Regions from separate parts of the Ovis aries genome. Here regions 2 and 3 are each linked to region 1. A link is a contact called in public Hi-C data. All regions are on one chromosome and are shown on one strand. Each heading gives the region's core, a stretch centred on a gene start, on an enhancer-like site or on the middle of the called end of the contact. The rest is flanking DNA. Distances are from core to core; before and after follow the strand shown.

Region 1 (2,883 bases), core at 281-2,780:
TCTGTACTGAAATGAAATCGCCGAGATCCAATTACTACCCCAGCCTGGGCCACTCTGCCCGCACAGCGGCGGGGCTTCGCTTGATCTCCTGGCCCAGCGGCTCAAATCTTAGCCTCCAGGCTCAGGGGACAATACTTCCATTCCTGATTCCTTTCTATATCGCCAAAGCCCCAACACTTGATGCTTCTACACTGAAGACACTTTTGAGAGAATGAATACGGGCAATTTGATAAACCATTTCCAGGTCAATTTCCCATCCTTAAAGTCCATGTCAGGGGCTGGCGAGGGCGGAGCGCAGAAGGCGAAGGAAGCCAGCGAGGGTCCGCACGAGCTTCTTTCCAGCCATCCCTCACCCAGGGAGAGCCAGGACCAGCCCAACTCCAGGGCAGTGAGGGCAGAGCCAGCCTGCCAGGGTCGGGCTCCTAGGGGTGCAGCACCACTAGGACAGGCCAGGGAGAGAGCAGAGTGGCACGAGGGTGACCCAGGAGCGAGCGGAGGAGAAGCTGGGGCGGAACCGGAGGACCGGGGCTGAGAAGGGGGCGCCATTTACCGGGCAGAGTGGACTTCCAGAGGTGGGGAGGCTGCGCCTGCTCTTTGGGGCAGTACATTTGGCCGTTCCAGCCGTTGGGCAGCGCCCAGGGCTGGTAGCTTTCCATGGGAAGACCCAGGGGCTCGTGGCGCGACTCGCCGGGGCCCCCGAGGCCCGGCACCACCGGCATATCCAGGTAGCCAGGCACGGGCTGGTGGTGGTGGTAAGGCCCGGGTGCGTAGCCCTGGTGGTAGAAGGCGAACTCCTTAGCGCGGGAGCTGAACTCCTCGGCCGCGGGGCCGGCGGTGTCCATGTACTTGTCCGCGAAGGCAGCGGCGGCGGCGGCCGAGGCGGGCTGCGCGCACGACTTGATGGCGTTGGGGTGCGGGCCCATGCGCGCGCAAGGATAGTAGCCGCTGCCGAAATAGCCGTAGGGCAGCGCTGCGGGCCCCGACGAGCTCTGCGCCGCCGCCGAACAGGGACTGCACTGCTTGGCGGCCTCGGCGCCTGCTGGGCCCGCGGGGCCCGGTCCTCCTGAGGACGACGCCGCCGCCGCCGCCGCTGCAGCGGCGGCGGCGGCGGCAGCGGCGGCGGCGGCCGACGGGGGCGCCTCCCCGGGCGCGCTGCTGTAGGCGGCCGCGGCGCCGGGCGCCAGGGGCGCCGGGTGCGCCATCAGGTTGCGGCACTGGTTGGCCGCGGCCGCCGCCGCCGCCGCGGCCGCCGCCGCCACCGAGAAGTTGCCCCCCGCGGCCGCAGCCGCCGGGTGGGGGAAGCCCCCGCCCCCGGCCCCAGCCGCCGCCGCCGCTGCCGCAGCCGCCGCCGCCGCCGCCGCCCCTTCCATGTTCTTGTTGAGCTCGTCGGCCACCAGGCCGCCGCCGTTGTCGTAGAGAAACATGACGGTGGGCTCGATCCAGCGGGGGTGGAGGAGCACGGAGGCTGTCATAGCACGAGCCGCATGGAGAAGACCCCAGTGGCGCTGTTTTAAAAAGCCCCCAAGAAGTGAAGAGCGCGCGGCGCGGGGCCGGGGCCCGAGCGAGGGGGGCGGATCGCGCCCCGCGGGGTCGCGCCAGGCGGCCGCCCATTGGCCCGGCCCCCCCTTCCTCCCGCTCCGCCCACGGCGTATGCAAAGCGGGCGGCTCCAAGCCCGGCTTTGCCCTGTACACTCGCCGTCCCCACCGCCGCCCGCGCCGTCCCCAGCGCCAGCGCCCGCCGCGCGGCCGCGCACCATTCACCCAGGGGAGAGGCGGGGGGTGCGGTAGGGTGGGGGCGGAGGACATGGCGGGCGGGGAGGAGAGGCATCGGCGACTTCCTCGCAGTTCGCTTTCCCTTCCCCTCTCCCAGTGGGGCTCGGAGCGGCGTATGGTGGGGAGGGGACGGGGCGAGATGTTGGGTGACGACCAGAGGCGGTGGGGACAGGTCAGGTAAATCTGCGGGCATCTGGGGACGGTAAAGTAGCGCGGCGCAGACCAGGCTGGGTGTTTTCCTGGGGCCTCTTGCGCCGTTTTCTTTACAGGTATCCGCGCCCCTTTCTGCAGCGAGACGCCTGCACCGACACTTGCGCTTTCGGCTGTCGGCTTCGACAGCGTCGCGATTTGGCTCTTTCCGGGGAGCCGTGGCGGGGCGTTTGCGGATGCGCCTGGCTCATGAGTCCCAGGACATTCCACTGGAAAGCTCGGACTGCATGTAGAAGCTTTCTCCCTTTCTCTGTCCACAGTGTTGGTGGGCAATCTCCTAGACTCGCCTTTAGGCCCACAGGCTCCGGATTACCCATCACAATGACACGGACATAAGCGCATACACAACCAAGTGTACTTTGGTGTCACACTCACACATTTATATACAGACTTTGTTCCTCACTTTGTCCCAGTAGCAACTCTTCTTCCTCCAGAAGCTTTGAGATGGAGAGACCAATTTCTGAGCATCGTTTTTCCGTGCTCCCTTGTCTCCGGCCAGTCTGGCCTGTCTCGGAAGGAGTTTAAGAGGAACAGGCCCCAGCTGGGTGCTGAGTTGGGACTCTCTTCTGGGGTTTAATGAGGCTTCACAGAGCCTGGGCCGGAGCTGACTCTCCAGGCACCTGGGCACTCTCTATCACACTCCGTTTTGGGACAAGAGAAAGAGACTCTTTGGGGCCATTTCACATCTCCCTCCCCACCTTTCCCAGGTAGGACTGGGAAAAAGCCCTGTTTCCAGCCGGCAGAGAGGATGCCTGGCCCTCCTCTGTCCATGAACCAGCTGAAGAAGCCTTTTGCCCTCTGTGCCTGGGGAATGCAGCCCTTTCCTGAGAGCACGGTGGGGTGTTGATGCTGGAAGAGCCAAGCGGCCGCCACATTTTGGTGAGGAATTCTGGGGTCCTG
Region 2 (2,883 bases), core at 105-2,604, 790 kb after region 1:
TCTCCCTCCTTCAGGGCCCAGCTGAAAAGTCCCTTTCCCCAGCAAACTCTCCCCGAGCCTCCAAGTCTGGGTTAAACACCCACAGCAGGCACCCAAGAGAACCCTGTTTGTACCCTGCAGTTATTCAGCCACTGCAACTGCCTCTCAACCCATCTCTAGTCCCAAGAAAACAGTCTCCGGGCGCAGCGACCATTTTTATGTATTTAGCACCTAGCCAAGTGTCTGGCTCAGAAAAGATGCTCAGTAACTACCAAACATTAGTAAATAACTCCTGCTCAACCACAGCCTCCCTAATAAGAATGTAAATCCTGGTTTGTTATGGAACAGGGTTCACTTTTCATTTCAGAGTCCCTCCCCTTTAACTAAAGCATACCTAGATTCTAGCTTTGTTGACCATGGGGATGCCTTGAAGTGGGTCCCACCAGGGTTAAGAGGATATTAGGATTCTCCAATCAGCATTCGAGGGCAGCAGGTGGTTAAAAATAAAGGTGATAATGGGCAACAGCTAACACTTCCTGGACACTTGCAAAGTGTCAGGCCTCACACTGAGATACACACACTACAGCTGTCTCACCATCAGGGCACTCCATGGACAGCACCGGATCCGGAAGATCCCGAAAGACAAGTCCAACAAGGCTAAATGTTCCTAACTAAATGCCACCTGCCATCCCATGCCCCACCCCACCCCTGCCATGGTACTCAGCCATGAGTTACTCTAACTTTTCCTAATGAGCAAAAGAGCAAAGTTAGGACCATGACTGAGGGCTGCCAGGCCATTATTCCTGACTTTCCATTATTTCTGACAACTTGGCCAACGTGATCTGGAATAACGTGGCAAATATTCACATTCGTGGAACTGAAACTTGTCTCTTTGAAGAGTGCAGTGTACTCTGCCCAAATGTCCAGCGTCTTTTCCCTTATCCTATACTCAGTCAACAAAGCCCCATCTCCAAATTTCACTGCTAAAGGGACTGGGGTTAACTTGTATTCAGGCTGACTGAAAAAAAAATTCTATGAAATTTTCACTGTCTATTCACAACTTCCAGTAAGGCTAAAAGGCATTTTTTACAGCTAATAAATTCCAGTTTAGAAAGGTTAAATCTTCCAGGCTTTGGAACCTCACCAAAATGGAGGGAGAGGGAGTGTATATAACGTGGCTCAGTTTGTTAACGTATTCTCGAAAGCTGCCCAGTGACAAAACCAGAAACGCGGAACAAGCAGAGGGTCTTCACTCTCCTACGAAGAGATGTGGCCTTTTTTGCCTCTAGGATTTAGTGCTCGGAGCTACGCTTGGCCGGCCTCAGTCCCAGGAACAGCCAAGAGAAGTTTCTGTGCTCGCCGAGGAGGAGCGGCACACTGACACCCTGTTCTTTTTAATAGTTCTGATGATGTATATCCAAGTACTTAAAGTCAGAGTTCTGAGAGATGCTTGCTTTCTTCTGTTAATTAGTCTGAAACCCAATGCTAGAAGGAAGAGAAATGAACAGTGTGTTCCACACTGCCAATTTATTAAAAGGGACAGACAATTTTTGAAGAGAGGATGAGAGGAGAAGCCCATCGGCTTTAGTAAACGAGAGGCAGACTTCTGTTCATAAATCATGTTCAGAACAAACTATAAACCGGGATTTAGAAAACAACACAGAAGAGCCTTTCTATAAAACACAATCCTTAGATGAACTCTGGGTCCAGAGGAGCATCTCAGGGCTCGCCTAAGACTTCTGTAAAGTAAGCCACTACCAAGCCACATGAAAAAATGGCTTCTTTCTCAAACTACTGACTGTTTGGGTAGAACTTATGGAGACATAACTGAGACACAACTTTGTGAAGGAGGAGGTTTCCAGCTTATGAACAGGAAAGGGGGCCTTCAGAGGCATGGATGTGGGGTCTCAGACAGCACCCGAATGCTAAGGATGACCCTGCAAGTTTAATTTACCATGCTGTTTTTCAGAGACAGCAATGTAGAGGTCCATAAGCAGCACGACCGGTTTCTCAGGAAAGAGTTCATCTGAACTTAACCCATCACAGAAGCGCCTTTCTGTTCTGATCACTCTACATGCAACACTAGAGGAGGATGAGGATGGTAAAGAAAAGAGTCACAAGGTTGCCAGCAATACGCACTCTTTCTAAAACCTCCTGCCAATATTCTGAACAGCAGAAGTCTCCCTGGAAGAGCAGGTTCTGAGAACAGCTAGACCAAGGTGGTGGAAAGTGATCGCAGGACCACTGTAAAGCAGGTTTGGCGCATCTGTGTGGAAACACTGTGTTCTCTGTTGGGCTAAAAAGCCTAAACACCACTTATCTACTTTTGGATGAAGACTTTTACTTAATCTAACACTGATCTGCTGGTAGTAGTTAGAGATTATAGAATCTGAGCACCCAGAACTTCCCTGGTGGCTCAGTGGTAAAGAACACACCTGATCCTTCGATCGGGAAGATCCCCTGGAGAAGGAAACGGCAACCCACTCCAGTATTCTTGCCTGGGAAATCCCACGGACAGCAGAGCTTGGCGGGATACAGTCCACGGGGTCACAAAGAGTTGGACACGACTTAGTGACTGAACAATAACAAATCTGAGCACCTAGAAGCAGAGTAATACTGAAGCGATCTGTATGAAGTGTGCATTTTCAGTACTGCTTTAAAGCATGATGTTTAGTAACGTAATGAAGAGAGCTGTCAATTCCAACAGCTTTTCAGGTAACAACAGGGGCATCCATAATGAGTTCCCTTTTTATTTTCATTGTGCCACATTCATTTGGCAAATACCACCACTATGATTTCAAACGTAATTCATCTGATACACCTACCACTCTAGCTCATCAATATTTTAATGACTGCTATGTGCTACATAAAAGCACTTCTCTAGCACAGATACCCAGCTGGAGC
Region 3 (2,883 bases), core at 177-2,676, 710 kb after region 1:
AAGGAGCCTGGCAGGCTACAGTCCATGGGGTTGCAGAGAGTCAGACACGCCTCAGTGATATGTAGGCTGTGCATTTACATGTATACGACATCAGGAAGAACAGGGGCAGAGCCGCTGGGGAAGGTTCTGGTCCCTTCATCGGCACAGGCAGCACTATTACTCTTCAACCTGGTGAATGTCTCTGTGCTGTCTCTTCAGCCAGATACCCTACATCCAAGAAGGACAGGGGTTTCAGGCTTCTCTGAGCACAGGTCTGTACACCTAACAGGTAATCAATTCTGTTGAACCAAAGAATTTATATGATGCAGCCAAGTCCTGTTTTAGAACCTGAGACCTTCTGGGCATGGCGGAAAGTCAGGACAGTGATGAGTGGACGTGGAGCCACGTCCGTGTCACATCCCTGTCTCCGGGGCAGCATCCATGATGAGACACGGTGAAGCAGCCAGACATGATTCCAGCATACTGGATGTGTACATTTTAGTGGAAAAGACAGTCAACAGGAAATAATTTCAACCTGTGACCACTTCCTTGAAGGGAACAGCCAGGAGGTAAAAAGGAGAATCTCAGCAAGGAGGTTCGGGAAAGCCTTTCTGAGAAGGTGATGTTTTAGCTGAGATGTAAAGGATGAAAGAAGCCCGCTGGGTAAAGGGAAGGATAGGGGTGGAGGAGGAGGGGTTTAGGGATGCAGGGGAGGGGGTGGGGGTGCAGGGCTGCAGGGATGAGGCTGGGAGAGGATCAGGTACAAGGGAAGAGGCAGGGGTGCAGGGATGAGGTTGGGGGGCAGGGTGCAAGGATGAGGTTGGGAGAGAACAAGGTGCAGGGGAGGGCACAGGGCTGCAGGGATGAGGCTGGGAGGAAGGTAGAAGAATCTAAGTAGGAGAGGACATGAAATTTATATTTGAAGGTTACTCTAACAAGATAATCCCAGGATCAGGGTAACCACATATCAGTCCGTTGGGACAATATCATTTATGCCTGAAGCCTCAGGATGCTATTAATAGCACCCTATTTCACTCTCCAAAGTGTTACAGATTCAAAGAAAAATGATATAGTCATCCTCTCCAGACCCATTATTATAACAAACATGATCCATTGTTATGTGAAACCGGATATTCTCCAGGTTGATCATGTCCCTCTCAAACCAAGAACAGAAGTTGATACAACATATTCTATAATATCAAGTCAAGCCTGCCTTCCAACACCATAATTAATAAAAAAAAGTTTTACTGTATCTTTTTTTTTAACAGGGAAAAAAAATTCTATCAACTTCTTTCCATGACATATTCTGTGCTCACAGCAGCTGCAGGGGGCAGGCTTTTTCATGGATCAAAACAATTTTCGTGGCTCAGCTGGAGCTGTCTTCACTCTGTTTGGACAAACAGGGTCAGTCCCTGCTCTCTGGGCTGAGATACTGTGAGCCCTGTTCTGGAAGAAGTCTGCCAAAGTCACCGCCGAGGAGCTCCAGGTTACATAACCTCTGTTTCTCTAACCTCTCCTCTCAGGCCTTATTTTTCAAATGTCCAGTCATCCCTGTGGCTCCTCTGTTCCTCCTTGCCAAGTTCTTCACATGGACACAGTACTTCTAAAGTTGTATGCCAAAAGCACTCTGCTATTTCCCCTACCAAATCTTTCCAGAAGCTTCAAGTCTGTTCTCCACATCTGAGCTGTGGGCTGGGAAACTGGAAACAGCCCTGCCACACCAAACCATGCCTCCTGTCTTGCTTTCACCTGTCCTCCTTGGACCAGACCACCTAAAGAGAGGATTAAGTGTAATCTTACCACGTCTAGGTTACAAAGGCATGCATGGGTGGCAACCTCTGGCCGCTTGGATTAGCCCCCCTTCTCATATTCCATCTTAGAACCACAGTCGAGGTAGAGGCCACCTCAGTAATACTCTTTTCATTTAGCAGATTTATTTCAGGCTGATATAATAAAGAGCCCATAGAAGGGCTGGAACTAGTGCTGGACCATGGCACTGACCTCTGCTTTGCCCTCCATCACTCCAAGGAAATGCCACTGTCCTCTGATGGCCTTCTATTGACCTACATGCCCATGTCTTTTTCATCCCTCTCCTTAACTCTGTTTTGCTTCTTGAGGGCAGATAATGTATTTAATAGGTCTTGATATTATTCGCAACATGGGACCTTCCATGTAGCTAGGACTCAACAGATATTTGCTGACCAACGTGGGCACAGGTTCTTCAGGCTCCTCCTCATTTTCTTATGATGCAGACAGTCGAACAAGAGCAATGTTACCAACCATAACTATGAATGGAGTATGCCTTTTAAAAATGAATTACTATGCTATATAACTGAAACTTCTGTAATATAGTAACTCAACAAAATGAAAATTTTTGAAAGTAATGTTACCAGGCTTTGGGAAGGCAGAAGCTCATAGACCCAGGTTCAAATCCAGGCTCTGGCACTTAGTTACTAGTTAATTGACCCTGGGAAGGATGTCTCATCTTCCTTCATCAGAAAATGGCCATCACACACCCCCTTCTCTGTGAAGCCGCTGGAGCACTGCAGGGCTCCCACATATCTGTGATCTTCCCTAAGCACTACTTTCGCCCTTTTGTAGCCTTTGCACAGTTAACACAAGATCCTATTTTTTTTTCCTCTTGAGGTTAAATTTTTGCCAAAAAATAAAGAGAGGCTGGGACAGGAAAAAAACAAAAACCCTAACAGCACCATCACTAGAGATATTTCTCCCCCCATCCTTAACTACTTAAAAAAGCCATCCTGAGAAAGAGAGAAAACTATGCTGTTACTTATATCTTTTAGCAAATTTTTTAAAGTGCTGAGATGACACCAAAATGGGGGGAATTTCTGAGGTTATTCGTGCATAAGTAGGAGGTAGGAAAGTATTTACATTTAGAGAGAG

What was found. A called contact is a pair of places that touch in the nucleus more often than the background predicts.
Region 2: a Hi-C map of mixed tissues shows a contact between it and region 1, with 5 times the contacts expected there. The contact joins the enhancer-like site here to the promoter of HOXA13 in region 1. A contact is called at or near these places in 2 of 16 Hi-C or Micro-C datasets (mixed tissues and tail adipose tissue).
Region 3: a Hi-C map of retroperitoneal adipose tissue shows a contact between it and region 1, with 4 times the contacts expected there. The contact joins the enhancer-like site here to the promoter of HOXA13 in region 1. A contact is called at or near these places in 10 of 16 Hi-C or Micro-C datasets (blood, hypothalamus, liver and 5 more).

What each region holds. Positions count from the first base shown.
Region 1 is chr4:70,421,133-70,424,015 of ARS-UI_Ramb_v3.0, reverse strand. It overlaps HOXA13 (homeobox A13), which reads right to left and starts at 1,530. Exons shown (of 4, transcript XR_006059643.1): 1 at 551-1,530. LOC132659694 (a long non-coding RNA gene) reads left to right here and starts at 1,864. Exons shown (of 2, transcript XR_009600415.1): 1 at 1,864-2,862.
Region 2 is chr4:69,631,757-69,634,639 of ARS-UI_Ramb_v3.0, reverse strand. The region is part of intron 1 of JAZF1 (JAZF zinc finger 1); the gene reads right to left. Among named protein-coding and RNA genes, the nearest start is that of JAZF1, 78 kb to the right of the region's middle. Within about 2 kb of position 1,354, at least 9 of the 54 cell types and tissues checked have an H3K27ac peak or open chromatin away from gene starts, as enhancers often do.
Region 3 is chr4:69,709,479-69,712,361 of ARS-UI_Ramb_v3.0, reverse strand. The region is part of intron 1 of JAZF1 (JAZF zinc finger 1); the gene reads right to left. Among named protein-coding and RNA genes, the nearest start is that of JAZF1, 160 kb to the right of the region's middle. Within about 2 kb of position 1,426, at least 4 of the 54 cell types and tissues checked have an H3K27ac peak or open chromatin away from gene starts, as enhancers often do.